Regions from separate parts of the Mus musculus genome. Here regions 2, 3, 4 and 5 are each linked to region 1. A link is a contact called in public ChIA-PET, HiChIP or PLAC-seq and promoter capture Hi-C data. All regions are on one chromosome and are shown on one strand. The core of a region is the stretch at or near the end of the contact, and the rest is flanking DNA. Distances in the headings are between cores, read along the strand shown.

Region 1 (2,700 bases), core at 147-2,646:
GCTGTGTAGACATTTTTCTACAGTATTTTGGCATTGAACAGAGAGGTTCTACTTCAGTTGAAGAAAACAACATATGCTTAGTTAAAACTAGAAAATATTTTGCCAGCAAATGATTTTTAAGTTAGAAATCATATGTAAATACTGTAAATGGTCCTCTTAAACCCTGCCGTCGTCCTGGCCATTTCTTTTCCTACCTTTAAACCAGTCTGCCTTCTCCCAATCTGCTTGCTTAGTTTGCCATTTCAATGCAACTACTTGCAAAGCACATTAGTAAACATACACAAGTCTTGTCCTTTCGTCTGTCTTTCCCCTGTAGATGTATAAAGGCAGTCTATAAAGTGTCTGTAGTCACATGGCAGTCTTCTCTTATTTAATGAGGGTGACTGCCATTTGCAGTCTAATGGTTTTAAGTCATTTTCTTTTTTTTTTTTTTTTTCGGTTTTTCGAGACTGGGTTTCTCTGCGTAGCCCTGGCTGTCCTGGAACTCACTTTGTAGACCAGGCTGGCCTCGAACTCAGAAATCCGTCTGCCTCTGCCTCCCAGAGTGCTGGGATTAAAGGCATGCGTCACCACGCCCGGCTTTAAGTCATTTTCAATGAACCCATTTTAGTGATCCAAATTGTAAAATAAACTTCACATTAAGAAATCTTGTTTGTTTACCTTTAATAAATGCATAATTAGAGATTTTCATTTAGAATGCAGATGTAAGCAGTTTTAAAAGGAGTGTATTTTAAGACGAATTATTTGGCTCCAACATAAAATTGAGTATTTTACTTTGCATACTACCTAGCAATTCTGAGAACAGTTTCTTTTTCTTCTTTAATGAATGAATACACCAGACACAATCAAAGGATTATTTCAACTACCGAGTTGCCACTTTCAGGGCAGCATCCAGTGTGCCAGGCAACTTAAAGCCTTGGCACCAGGAGTCTGCAACATGCTTTCAGGGCCGGTGAGTGACGCTGTATGCCACTTTACAGTGCACCGGTCCCCCGTCACCAAGAGGGCGGATCCTCCTCCCGCACACCCGGAATGTGAGACTCTGGGTGTCTGGAGGGTGACACGGGACAGCCGGACAGCCCTGGTGCCCCCGCACGCGCGGCATCGCTTCTCCATGCCCGCCCCAGCACTGCGACCCGCGGGCACCCTAGCAGGCCTGCGGGGCCCGCTCCCAGCAACGGAGCCGGCGATCCGACAAGCTAGCTCCCGGGCTCTGCCCTCGCGATCTCCCGCAGGAGTCCGGCCCCAGTCGGCCAAGGTAGCACAGAGGCGCCCACGCCTTAACCGGTGGTACCCGCGTAGCTCCTTACCGGGTCTGAATCCTCCAGAGCAGCTGAGACAACGAACCAGAGAAGCCCGGCCCCGGATGAGATCGCGGCCATAGAGACCGGAAGTGCACCGTCTCCACGCGTCACTTCCGGCAGGCCAAGCAAGGGAAGCGTGAGGTGTTTGTGGGTCTTAAACTGGGGAAGGTGGCTGGCTTGTGCCAGTTTGTGGGTCGTGTAGTGTTTGTTTGTAAGGGCGCTGCACTGGAGTCCCCGGACACAAAGATAATGAGCGCCCAGTCTGTGCGGTCCCAGAATGTGCAGTCTAGATGACGGAAGGACTCTTGGGAGGAAGGTCTTCCTTACACGGTCCTTTGAATTGGACAATATATTTCAATGAATTTGAAATAGTAGCGAAATAGTGAGAGAGAGAGAGAGAGAGAGAGAGAGAGAGAGAGAGAGATAGACAGAGACAGAGACAGACAGAGACAGACAGAGAGAGGGGGGGGAGAGAGAGAGGGAGAGAGAGAGAGGGAGAGAGAGAGAGAGAGAGAGAGAGAGAGAGAGAGAGAGAGAGAGAGAGAGAGAGAGAGAGAGAAAGAGAGAGAGAGAGAGAGAAAGAGAGAGAGAGAGAGCCGAGGCTCCGCAGTGTCAGCGCACCAAGAGAGTCGCTGAGATGCAAGTCTGAAGAGACCTTCGGAGCACCTATTGCTTCTGAGTGGTACTTCATGATTGCCCTGCCTGGCGTTAATTCACAGTTGGTGGCCGGAGTTCATTTTTCAATAAAATTCTAGTCCTCCGTCCTATTAGTGCTCCCCCGCCCTCCCTCGCTCGGGAAGCCTCCCCCAGGTTTGTTCAGTGAGAAACGGCATGGACGTACACATTTAGTCCTCCATCAGGCTCTGTTTATTTTGCCTCTTAAATATTTGATCCACTGCCTCTTCTCGCCTTTTGTCTCTACTGACTGTCCCGTTCGTTCCTTGTCTCAGCTTTCACTGTGTTGGCCCGAATTTTTGCAGCTCATCTGGGCAGACGTTTTTGCCCAGATGTTTTACACAAGTGAACTTTTGAAAATATAAGTCAGAGCGCCAGATCCAATTGGTGTCTTCCAGACTAAACCCCTTCCATCTTTTCTCAATGTTGAGATGATATTCAAACTCTGGAAGAGCATTTGTTACAATCTCTGTCCTATTTAAGCTCTGTACGAAGGGGCCTTCTCCCATCTTCTTTTTGTTTAGCACCAGGATTTACATACGCTGTTCTGCTTACATAATACTCTGGTTTCTTTAATTATGTTCTGTTTCAAGTCTTCCAAGATTTTATTCTTATCTAAGCCTCTGAAACATCCTCTCCCAGGCCATGCTTTTTGATTCTTTTCACAGAGGATTGTATAATAAGTTTTACTGTATCCTGATTGCCTCTCACATAATTGATC
Region 2 (2,700 bases), core at 148-2,647, 710 kb before region 1:
TGCAAAGGACCTTTGCCTTTCTTTCTCTGTAACTAAATTAAAAATATTTTGGCGTACAGAGGTTGTGCAGTGCCCACCTTTTCCTCTGCATTATATTTATTATCAGTCTTAAAGTTCCATATTTAATGAAGGTTTACAGAAGCGAACTGCATAAATAAGGTCCCTTTACGTCTCCCTTTTAAAAAGCAACATATTTACACTTGAATCGACACAGTGAAAATATATAATCAATGGATGATTGGTTGTAGACATCGTTTTTAATGACGGGGAAGGAGGAAAATGTGATGCTTTATTAAGCTCTAATACTGTTGGGTGCTCCCTCTGCTGGCTTGCAGCAGCAATTCAAGAACAGGGAACTCAAACAGCACAAAGAAAGACACCCAGGTTGAGCTTCCTTGTACCCTGCACTTTCTGGGAACAGCCAGGCTAGGAACTCACCGTGAACTCATGCGGAAATTACCCACTTATAGGAAAAGGATTGTCTTTAAAAACTGTTTATAAAGAAAGAAAACTGACCTCACTGTTCTAATGATAATTTTTGTTTATGTTTTTGCTTTTTAACTAAACCACCAACTTTATGTAAAAACTCTTCTTATTTTAGAGTGAATTTTTTGAGCTATAGAACAGAATAAGGTCCTTTTGCTTTCTAATTCATGTTTATGTTTTAAAAGTCTGATCAGGAACATAAGGGGTTAAACTCTTCTTGTGTTTCTAAACAGAGTTATTCTGAGTACCCTGAAGGCATTTAATTCCAAAACAGGAAGCCACAGAGAGGAACACTTGGTTACACTAATGTTATGCAGATCTTTTGGAACATATTTTCCTAAACACTTGCTGAAAGAGCCTTTTCTATACAGCATGCCATCACACGAAGTTGGAGAAGGGTCCCCCACTTAGCACAGCACTAACTCTCAGACTGTTCTTTGTTACTTCCTTATGTCCTCCATTTCAGTTGTTTAAAATGGTTCTCTGCTTGATCACAGAAAAAAAAATTAAATAAAACAAGCTAGGGGCCAGGGAGTGATTGTTCACACCTGCAGCTATTCTGTACACACACACACACACACACACACACACACAAACTATGATGTTAGTTATGATGACTTTTTAAAAGATAACATAATAAGATTAACCTAAGATCAGTACAGACACCACTGTTAAAGATCAATGTCCTATTTTAAAACAAACAGCTGTTTGATAAGTTTTTACCTCTATTCTAAAACCTCCCTTGCCTAGCAGGCTAAAGGAGATCTCACCCTTGTAGCTGAAACAACAAAACACCACAGGCCAGTGGGTTTCTGTAGCTAAGAAGTGGGCAGGAGGGAACATCCTCTGTTACTGACACGGTGCTGCTGCGGCTGTCTCCAACACTGTGTGAGTGAGTATACAGCTGCCTACAATTCCCCGGCCAACCGGGTGAGGTACACTTTAAGTCCCTGAGGTGTGCCGTGGAAAAAGACCCCACACTGTGGTGAACAAGCGTCACAGCCACCTGACTGCATACACCATTTCAAGGCCATTTTAAAGAACAGCTCCCTTTCTCAGCCTCCTGGCTTATGTTCGGTTGTGTTTTAGAGAAAGCCAATGATCACTGAGCCATTATCCTTCTGTGCTGGAAATTAAGGCTTTGTGCACACTATCCATGAAGATGAAGTGCAGCAATATTAAAAGCACCAGGCTAGTCAGAAAAAGCCAGATAGGAAAAACAACGTGTACATTTGGCTCCGTTTCCGTAACTGTTTACCCCACTCTTTGCTTGTGTGGCGAGGGGATGTGCAAGAGTACAGCAGCCCTTTTAACCCTTCTGCGTATGGGGAAAACTGGTTTTCTTTAAGCGCTTTTGAGTGAACAAGAACAAGGGTATAGGGTATAATGGGTGCTGCTGTCATTCCTATACTAAAATTCTTGACATTTACCTCTGTAGATGCCCAGAGCAGAGAGACTGGCTAATGAGTGGGTGCTTCTCCCTCAGGTGAGGTGCCATGGGACCACAGCAGCCAGGCACAGAGTAGATGGCAGACGCAGGTCAGAGTAGAGTACAGAAGGTTATTAATTTCCAGACTCGCTGTCATCCAGCCTTGAAACTGCTGAGCTTGTATCTTTTGAGCAAGACTGTCCAATCCTGAGATTTAAATGTGGACTTTCAGCTCACAAATATGTCCTCTAGTGTTCAGAGGGCATCCTCACCGAAATCTACAGTTACATACATGACTATAGAAAAAACGTACAGCTCAGAAGATCTAACAGCGATTCTTTGCTATACAATGAGTCATTTCACTTTAAGTTATTCGGTGCTTTATTAATGAGGCAACAAGGTTCTGGAGCTACAAGTTAGCAGGCTTAGACAATATCCAAAAAGACATCTTGAAGTGTGCAAGAAAATTATTCAAAACATGATTTATTTTAATTTACCATCATATAAACGATGAATGAGCATAAAAACTTAAGATGTGGTTTGTTATAAAATGGAAATATAGTATTAAAAAACAGCTACACCTTGCTCATTCCTTATGGTAATTCAGTTGTCCAAGTAGTCAGTAATTATTATAGAGCAAACTACCAGTGAAATTCTGTGGAAAATCCATTGAGGCTCCACCTCTGATGATGTCATCACATGCAAATGCATGGTGGTGTCAAACACTGACTTTATTGGGTATTTGTTATAGCAGCTAGTTCTTTCCAGACTGATGCAACATAAAT
Region 3 (2,700 bases), core at 134-2,633, 580 kb before region 1:
TAGATATCCCCACTTTGTATAGTAAGATCTACACCCTAATCTTGAAATATTCCATATTCAAATGAATCCAGCTTAGAACTATTTACTCTAGTTTCTTCCATTAAAATATAAATAACAACTTTCTGGGTTTTTTTTTTTTTTTTTTTTGCTCATTGAGACAGGATCTAGCCATGCATAGTGCAGGCTAGCCTCAAAATGGAGGTAGCTCTGCCTCTAGCTATGCCAGGCTGGGGTGTGTATAGCCCATTGCCCCACACTTGGGTGAGAGGGATAGGCCATCAAGCTCAGGCATGACGTCTTTAAAACTGCTCTGTGAGACTTTTAACTCCCTTGTTGCTCTGAATTTTTTTTTTTCTGCTAAGTTTTTCATTCTGTGTCATTTTTTCCTGTCAATATCGGACACTTTGGAAGCAATGAGGAGCAATGGTACCTGGAATCCTAAAATAGACTTGAGTCCTGCACAGGGTCTGTGTTCTCCAACCCTAACCATCATAAATGTTCACTTTCATCACCACAGTGGGGGCCACTGTCACATTATAATGACCCAAAGTAAGCCTTTGGAAAAGAACTATTGCACTTAGAAAGAGGAAGCCAATTGTCAAAGAGAACTTAAAACATGAACACAAGCACTGGAGGGAAGCTGATGGCCCCTGTAACCTGAGATGGGGGTCTATAAACTCAGCTTCTCTGAGGAGAGGCTGAGGCAAGAGGCTCAAGATAGGTAAAACAGGCATGAGAGTGCCCACTAGGAATCCCAACACTTGTGTGACAGAGGCAGGGTTGTTTAGAGTTCCAGGCCAGCGTGGGCTACATAGTACAAATCTCTCTCAAAAACAAACCCAAGACTGTTCTGGTTGGTTTGTTTTGTTTTGTTTTGTTTTTTCCTTACAGTTGGAAACAATTTACATCTTGCCGAAAACATGTAACTGCAGAAAATGGGGCTCCATTTTGATTCTGAAACCCTGGGCTTTACTACCAAGATTTTCATAATTATCACTATAGATGCAAGTATGGCTTCTATAAATCAGTTAACTAGTCCTTTATCTCCGCCCCCCTCCCCCACCTTCCCGGTTTTATAGATTATGGGGGGAGGAGGTTGTGTTGGCTGCAAATCTGAAAAGCCTGCCAGTCACTTAACTTCCTTTGTTTCAAGGTCACGTGAGCACATTCCTAGCACAAGGTGGAAAGGTCGCCTGGGCGGCCCGCGCCCACCTCCCAGGCCTGTTACTGGCTGGCCGATCCTCCACCCTTCTCAGGTCCCAGGAGGCGGGCGAGGGCTGCAGGCAGCGGCGGAGGTACCGCCGTGGTTAGGTCGCCGAGGTTAGGTGTACTCACCCCGCTCGCTCGCCCTGACCTGGAGCCGGCGGCGCGCACGGGGCGGAGCGGGGAGGGACGGGGCGGGGCCGGGACCGCAGGAGCGACACGGCAGCGGAGGAGCTCTGCCCGCGCTGCGGTGAGCATGCGCAGTGGGGCTGCACGGTGACGTCCGGGCGAGACCTTCCTGCAACCCGGGCGCCAGCAGCCTTCACTTTCCCGGAGCCTAACCCGCTTGGTGCTCTCGGCCAGGCAGGGGCAACCCCGAGCCAGGGTATCTGCACTCCCTTCCCCACACGCAGTCATTCTAGACGCCTGGCTATAAACAGGGGACTCGTGACAAGTAGAGTGCGAGCCAGGATGAGGGCCGCGAGCATCCCCAAGAGCCTAGAGAGCAGTACCAGCTAAATGAGGTGGTCACTGCCACCCATTTAAGGCTGGGGCGAGAAGTTAGGAATTCGAATGCTAGTAACTGTATCATTTGCAGCACAAAAATCAGAAAATACCAATCAGTAAAATGAAACCAAGAGGCAATGGTAGGGCCAAGGAAAATACCAGAAGATGTAGGAGTCTTAGGGGTTATGGGGACCGATAGAATATCTCAGGAAAAGCATGTCTGGTCCTTTAAACAGTACAGTATTTCTTAGAAAAGAAACAGGCAAAATGAAACTGCTGTCTTCAAATGTGAAAAGGGAAATTTTGGTCTTGAGCAAGTAGTGTAAGATTACCATGTTAAGTAGCTAATAAATTCCTGGGACTCTAGGTAATGGTTTTGCAATTTCCTGTAAGTCCATATTGTTTCGAAATAAAAGGTTAACAGTGTGTGTGTGTATGTGTTCTGAGTTTGTTTTATAATTGGACAGAACATAGATCTGTAGTGACCACTGGCAAAAGATGGGGAAGGGGCTAACTTTAAAAGGGGCTTAGAAGTTAGAAGGATGGTAGAAGGATGGTAGTTTCTGATTGTTGGTTTTATTGATGATTAAACCACTATTTTGTTTGTCAAAACAAAAACCAAAAAAAGTGACATTTTGCCACACACAAAATAGTTTTAAAACAGTTTTGTAAAAATGAACTTTAACTTTTTTGAGCAACTATTAATTAATTGGTAGCACCTAATTTAATTTATTTTTTAATTAGAAGGAATCTGTAGCCTAGGCTAGCCTGGAACTGTAAATACTTCTACATCTAAGTGTTAGGATTAAAGCTTGGAACATCTTAACCTGCTTCTATTTGACGTGTTAGTTTGTTTTGAAGGATAAGAAGTTATTTGTAGGGTATGGCAGCTCATGCTTATAACCCCAGCACTCAGTGAAGTAATAGGGGGTGGTGGCAAGAGGAATTCAAGGCCAATCTGGGCTATAGAGGAAATTCTAGAGCAGCCAA
Region 4 (2,700 bases), core at 140-2,639, 830 kb before region 1:
TAAAGGTTTGGATCTGGACAGAAGTACCCAGGAAGAGTGCACAGCCAAGTCTTGCAGTCACTCTAGGATGCACAGTCTGATATAGGATGAACTTAAGATCAGGGACTGAGGTCCATGGCTATCATAGACTTGACAATTTTGCTACATACTATCAACCTGATGTTCAGTAAAGTTGTAATTCCCCTGCCCCCCACCCAAGCAGTGCAATATGAAACTGACCCCTCCATGATGAGGGTTACAGCTCAGGATAGAACACTTACCCAGCATGACCAAGGGCCCCAGGTTCAATACTCTAGCACTGGAGGAAGGCAGCCTTCATTAAACATGGTGTTTCTTTCTCATATATCACATGTTTCAGACTTTTACCTTTTTGCCAGTATAGTAAGATAAAAATGGCATTTCAGTGCAGTTTTATTTTGTACAGTTTTATAAATTAGCTGAAGTATCTTTTCAAGTATTTAGGCTACTTATCTCTATGAACTGTGTATGCTCATAACCTCTAAAAGGGAAGTCTCTCAACACAGGAGATAAATAATGGAAGATCCTACGTCAGAGAGAGATGCTGTCACAATAAAGACTCACATCCTAATAGTGTTTACAATTCAGAGAAAAAGAACAGGTTGTCAGTATCGGAAAGTGGTAGGTCCTCTTTTCCTTTTGCAACAGAAGCAATGACAGATAATGTCAGTTCCAGAATTGGTGTCACAAAGAGATGAACTGTCTCTCTTCATATGATATCTGTTCTTACTCTGAGATATGACTGAGGAGAGATGGGCCTGAGTCATGAAACAAGAAGACGCCAACTATCTCCCACAGAGTCAGCAAAGTGAATTCAATAGGGGAGTGAATAGTAAGAGTCAGGAGCTTGGTGTACCTTTGGGCTTTGTGGTCATCACACTGACGAAAGCCTCAATGCTGTGGTTTTGTCCCTGGGGTGAGAACAGACAGTATCTGAGTACTGGAGTACTTGGTTAACACAATCGGGGGTGGATTACCCAGGGCTGCAAGGAGCTGGTGAGTTTTAAATGGTAAAGGAGTCATGATCTTGACTTCTCAGTTTGAGATGAGGAGGAAAGTGAAGGCTACAGGAGAAACAGATCCCCTCGAGAAAGAGAGAACTGGGGTTCAATGGAAGCCAATGGCTGGACAAATATTCAATAAAGGAGAATGCAGAAGGGAACCCAGAGACACCACCTCCTCTTGCCATGCTATGGAGAACAAGGTCTACAGAGCACAGTGGAAATTATAGCTTGGAGGAGAGAAGTGGGAAATGGGGTTAAGGGAAAGAGAAGACAGAAAAACAATGTGTAAGAATACAGGAACATAAGGCTGGACAAGGGAAGTTACTAATATCATGAAGAGGAAAAGATCCAGAGCCTGCAAAGCATATGTAAGAAATAATAAAAACCACAATACAGGATAGGGCAGAGATAAAGCTGCTTCATTGTATGACTGCATAGTGATTCACAGAAAAGCGAATTCTTAGCAGATAATATTGCAAGTAGTTTGTTCTGGACATAAGATTTTCAATTCCATTGCACACTATGGATGGAAGTTGGTTCAGTGTTTTACAAGTGGGAGCTATTGTGCTGAAATTAAAACCCAGAAGTTTTCTTTATGATGATAAGCCTCCTTATCACTACAGGAGAAACTTTAAGTTCTAATTAAACTTCTAAATTAACCTAAATGAAGCCCAGCTTCATTTAATAGAATCCTAGAATTTCAAATTACATAGCACTTAGATATCACCAAGTTTGACTTACCCTATCCAAAGCAAAGAAAGAAAGAAAGAAAGAAAGAGAGAGAGAGAGAGAGAGAGAGAGAGAGAGAGAGAGAAAGGAAGACAGACAGACAGACAGACAGACAGACAAAGGATTGATTAATCCTTCTTGAATCCAAACATTCTGGCTTCTACAGACTCTCCTCAGCATACATATTTTCCCCTTGTCCTGATTAAAGGGAGACTGCCTAGGCATGTAGAAGCTAAGTGGAGGCTGTGTAGATGCTGTTATATCCCCCACTCCAGTCTCCTTCCCAAGCTCAAAGGAGTTTCATATCTAGCCAGGTTTCCTCTTAGAAAGATAGAAACAGATTCTATATCTGCTGACAGACACCACAGTTAGAAAATGATGATTTGTAGGTTAAAGAGTCAGAAGAAGAAGGAAGCCTAGAGACAGGGGCTTGACATCTGGGTGACTGCTGGTTCTGTAGGGTGCATCAGGGTAGCAAGGCCCTGGAAGCACAAAGGGTTTTGGGGTATGATCTGGAAGACTTATCCTCTAGATGTTAGGGTACAGGAAACAAAGCAATTCTTACAGTAAACAAAACCAAGCTTCAAAACACAGGTTGGAACTTTGTGAGTAGAATCCCTAGGGCCCTTAAATGAGCTGCATACCCAAAGGAGAAAAAAAAAATCTTCTCTGGATAGAAATAACATTTTTAAAAAAGATTTCTATTATCCATGCGAAATGTTATATTCTTGATATCTGATACTAAATAAAAAGTAACTATAAAAAAAGACAAGATGAATAACACAGATAATACAAATATTATTGTCAGACATGGAGATACCAGCCATTTAGTTCAATTTCTAGCAATATGCTCAAGAAAGCTTGAGAGTTTTGGTAGAGTAATTGGATTTTTTTGGGTAATGTTAATATAAGTTGTGCATGGTGGTACACTCTTTTTTTAAAAAGATTT
Region 5 (2,700 bases), core at 99-2,598, 720 kb after region 1:
GATATAAAATATTCTAACAATATAAAAATAATAAAAATATATTAGAAGGCAGTTGGACACTAGACTGTAAGGGGTATAAAATTGTGAAAGACAGTAATATGATCATGAAGAAAATGTTCAATGTACATTAGAATTAGAATTTAAAAACAACCAAGATTTTTTAATATAATAAAGTATTTGCTTCATTGTATGACTATTTTTAAGTGAATATGTGAAGAAAAAAAAGAATTTCCAGAGTTTTAATTTTCAAAATGGTAAATATTCTGCATTAACAATTACATTTTCTTGAATATTTTTCAATTGTCATTATCTTCAACCATATAGGATACTATGTGTAATTGGCATTATGACTGGGGACAAAAAAATTAGTTTTATTTGTAAGGTAGCTACTTCAAAAGATTGTTTTTGCTCATATTATTATGTGTATAGTAAAAAAATGTAATGGGTATATGTGTACAGCTTTTAAAAACATGGGAAAGGTGAGCAACACTCTTATCATTTTAAGTTTAAAATGCAACAGGGGCCAAAAAAAAAAAAAAAAAAAAAAAAAAAGGACAAAGAAAAATGTCAAAATGGTAAGCGGCTGGTTACTTTTGCACGGTGGAATGGTGACTAGCTCATTCCTAATTCCCTCCTCTAATTTTTAAATAGCTTGCCACTAAATGTGTAGTTTAATATCAAAGAGAAGGGGGAAAAAAGAAGTTATGTGAAAAATCGGACAGACACGATCAAACCACTAAACTTTTGCCAACTCGAGAAATGCCAAACTCAGCCGAGTAAGTGACGGAACCGGATGACATCACCAACTTATTCTTTGAATTAAAAGATGAAGTTAATATTTAAATTTACGGGCTGGTTTTCTGACATGGCTAACCAAGAACATGAGTCTGGAATGTAACAAATTGCAATCACGGTCGCACAAACAGGTTAACTGTTAAAAGTTAAGGTCATCTCTTCAGAGGCACCAAAGACAGCGAGCGAACACTGAGGCATCAGTGAAACGGAGGAGGCGGCGACAACAGGCGCCGCGGGGACTCGCGGGATCCAGTGCGGCCCGACCCGGCCCAGCCCAGCCCGCGATGGGGTCGGGTATCTCGGCCGCACAGAGCCCAGGGTGGCAGGCGGGTCCCGGAGGAAGGCGAGGCCGGGCCGTCGCAGCCTAGCGAGTCCGAGGCCGCCCCGCCCCTCCGCCCGCAGTACGCTGAGGAGAGGCCGGTGGCGGCTCCGAGGCTCTTACCTCCCCACACCCCGCCGAGCTCTCGGGGACTCGACGCGACGCCGCAGTGAGGCGTGAAGAGTAACCCGGCCACGACACCCAGGACAGCGCGACGCCAGCCTAGAGCTCGTCCCCAGCCGACCTAGCAGAGAAGGGCGCAGGCGCAGAGAATGCTTCCCGCTGCCACGCCCCCTCCGGGAGGCTTGATCTATGCGCATGCGCGCTGCTCGGGTCCGAGCCAGTCCACGCGGGCGCGCCGGAAGTGGCCAGGCGACTCCGTTGGGATCCTGCGCTCGGACGCTGTTCCAAGGACGCTCTTCTGCTGGCCTCAGGAGGTGACTAGTGCCACAGCTCAGCTGACCCGGCACTCCGGTTTGCACCAGCCAAATCCAGCGGCCGACACTGTATCTCACCTCCGGGCAGCTCCTAAATGCCGGTCCTTGGGTGAGCGGATTGGCCGACGCCGCCCTGCACTTCTGGCTGTACTTCTGCATTTCCAACCCTCTGTAGCCTCCAGAGCGGCTGCTGTCTAAAACCAGAAGCCAGCTACCCTCTCGGAAGGAGATGCCCGATGCCTCGCGCGCGCTCTCTGCTTCGGCCTTCGCATTTTCACCACGAGTTTTCTAAAATTCAAAGAGAGCGAAGAGAAAATTAGTATCCGGACCAGCTTGGGGACTGCTGGCTCGCCTAGGCTTTCGAGAGATTACAAGCGTTATCGCTGCTGTGATTTGTACTCAAGAGACTTCACAGTCAGAGCTCAGGTCCTCAATTCAGTAATTGGCAACTGTAGTTTATCTTTCAGAGATTCTGCATCTCTACTTCTGGTTCCCCTTCTAAACTCTGATTTTTGCCAAGAGCAAAACTTTTGGTTGTGTAAGGTGACTGGCCTGTTCTTTGACAGACAATGCAAAAGAGATGCTTCGCTTACATTAGCTAATTAATCTTAAGAATAATTCCACAAGGGCTGGAGAGATGGCTCAGCCGTTAAAGGCTAGTCTCACAACCAAAAATATAAGAATAATTCTACAAAGTACAGTGTGTATTTTCACTTTTATACGTTGGACACTGTCACAGATAAAATGGGGCCGTCGTCTTTTTGGAACCTCAATTCAGAAGCAGTGGCTTGTGCATACAAATTAGGGGCAAAAGTATATAGTACAATGTAAGGACAAATAAGAGTTATTTTAAATGAACAAAACAACATTTTAAAGTATATGCAAATCAGTTCACAAAATAGCATGTCTACCACATTTTATTGATGTTCAAACTTAATATAGCAGAAACAGTGTATTCTCCATAAATCTGTTTTACCAATTTGCTTAATTTATAGATGAATTCATTGGTGAGAATAGTGTGGATACTCTCATATCCTGGTGTGGATATAAGTTAACACAAATTCACATATAAAGTAGGACTTTTGAAAGAACCTGCTTAGTAGCCAGGTACAGTAGCCCAAATTCCCTCCCCAGGAACACCTGTAAGGA

What was found. Promoter capture Hi-C pulls out the DNA fragments that hold promoters and counts their contacts. ChIA-PET counts read pairs in DNA pulled down with a chosen protein or histone mark. HiChIP or PLAC-seq counts read pairs in DNA pulled down with a chosen protein or histone mark. Capture Hi-C pulls out chosen DNA fragments and counts their contacts.
Region 2: a contact with region 1 is called in an RNA polymerase II ChIA-PET map of memory CD8 T cells, with 29 read pairs. The contact joins the enhancer-like site here to the promoter of Zcchc9 in region 1. A contact is called at or near these places in 6 of 115 datasets of contacts at active chromatin or transcription factors (DN3 thymocytes, double positive thymocytes, effector CD8 T cells and 3 more) and 2 of 9 other capture datasets (adipose tissue and liver).
Region 3: a promoter capture Hi-C map of liver shows a contact between it and region 1, with 4 times the contacts expected there. The contact joins the promoter of Atg10 here to the promoter of Zcchc9 in region 1. A contact is called at or near these places in 2 of 39 promoter capture datasets (hippocampal neurons and pre-B cells), 16 of 484 Hi-C or Micro-C datasets (B cells, CD4 T cells, CD8 T cells and 8 more), 8 of 115 datasets of contacts at active chromatin or transcription factors (bone marrow-derived macrophages, cardiomyocytes, double positive thymocytes and 5 more) and 2 of 9 other capture datasets (adipose tissue and liver).
Region 4: a contact with region 1 is called in an H3K4me3 HiChIP or PLAC-seq map of bone marrow-derived macrophages, with 9 times the contacts expected there. The contact joins the enhancer-like site here to the promoter of Zcchc9 in region 1. A contact is called at or near these places in 7 of 39 promoter capture datasets (the C10 cell line, cranial neural crest, hippocampal neurons and 3 more), 1 of 484 Hi-C or Micro-C datasets (palatal mesenchyme), 9 of 115 datasets of contacts at active chromatin or transcription factors (the SCID.adh cell line, astrocytes, bone marrow-derived macrophages and 5 more) and 2 of 9 other capture datasets (liver and macrophages).
Region 5: a contact with region 1 is called in a promoter capture Hi-C map of embryonic stem cells, with 2.7 times the contacts expected there. The contact joins the promoter of Zfyve16 here to the promoter of Zcchc9 in region 1. A contact is called at or near these places in 3 of 39 promoter capture datasets (embryonic stem cells, hippocampal neurons and stem cell-derived epiblast-like cells), 4 of 484 Hi-C or Micro-C datasets (B cells, CD8 T cells and forebrain), 11 of 115 datasets of contacts at active chromatin or transcription factors (astrocytes, bone marrow-derived macrophages, effector CD8 T cells and 7 more) and 2 of 9 other capture datasets (adipose tissue and liver).

What each region holds. Positions count from the first base shown.
Region 1 is chr13:91,806,300-91,808,999 of GRCm38.p6, forward strand. Zcchc9 (zinc finger, CCHC domain containing 9) reads right to left here and starts at 1,397. Exons shown (of 6, transcript NM_145453.2): 1 at 1,311-1,397.
Region 2 is chr13:91,093,009-91,095,708 of GRCm38.p6, forward strand. All of the region lies in intron 3 of Atg10 (autophagy related 10), which reads right to left. Among named protein-coding and RNA genes, the nearest start is that of Atg10, 130 kb to the right of the region's middle. Within about 2 kb of position 1,398, at least 129 of the 459 cell types and tissues checked have an H3K27ac peak or open chromatin away from gene starts, as enhancers often do. A contact at or near this core is called in DN3 thymocytes, adipose tissue, double positive thymocytes and 3 more, where this site is marked.
Region 3 is chr13:91,222,604-91,225,303 of GRCm38.p6, forward strand. It overlaps Atg10 (autophagy related 10), which reads right to left and starts at 1,384. Exons shown (of 8, transcript NM_025770.3): 1 at 1,336-1,384.
Region 4 is chr13:90,980,567-90,983,266 of GRCm38.p6, forward strand. The region is part of intron 5 of Atg10 (autophagy related 10); the gene reads right to left. Among named protein-coding and RNA genes, the nearest start is that of Gm46434, 50 kb to the left of the region's middle. Within about 2 kb of position 1,390, at least 31 of the 459 cell types and tissues checked have an H3K27ac peak or open chromatin away from gene starts, as enhancers often do. A contact at or near this core is called in the SCID.adh cell line and bone marrow-derived macrophages, where this site is marked.
Region 5 is chr13:92,529,462-92,532,161 of GRCm38.p6, forward strand. Zfyve16 (zinc finger, FYVE domain containing 16) reads right to left here and starts at 1,349. Exons shown (of 18, transcript NM_173392.4): 1 at 1,238-1,349.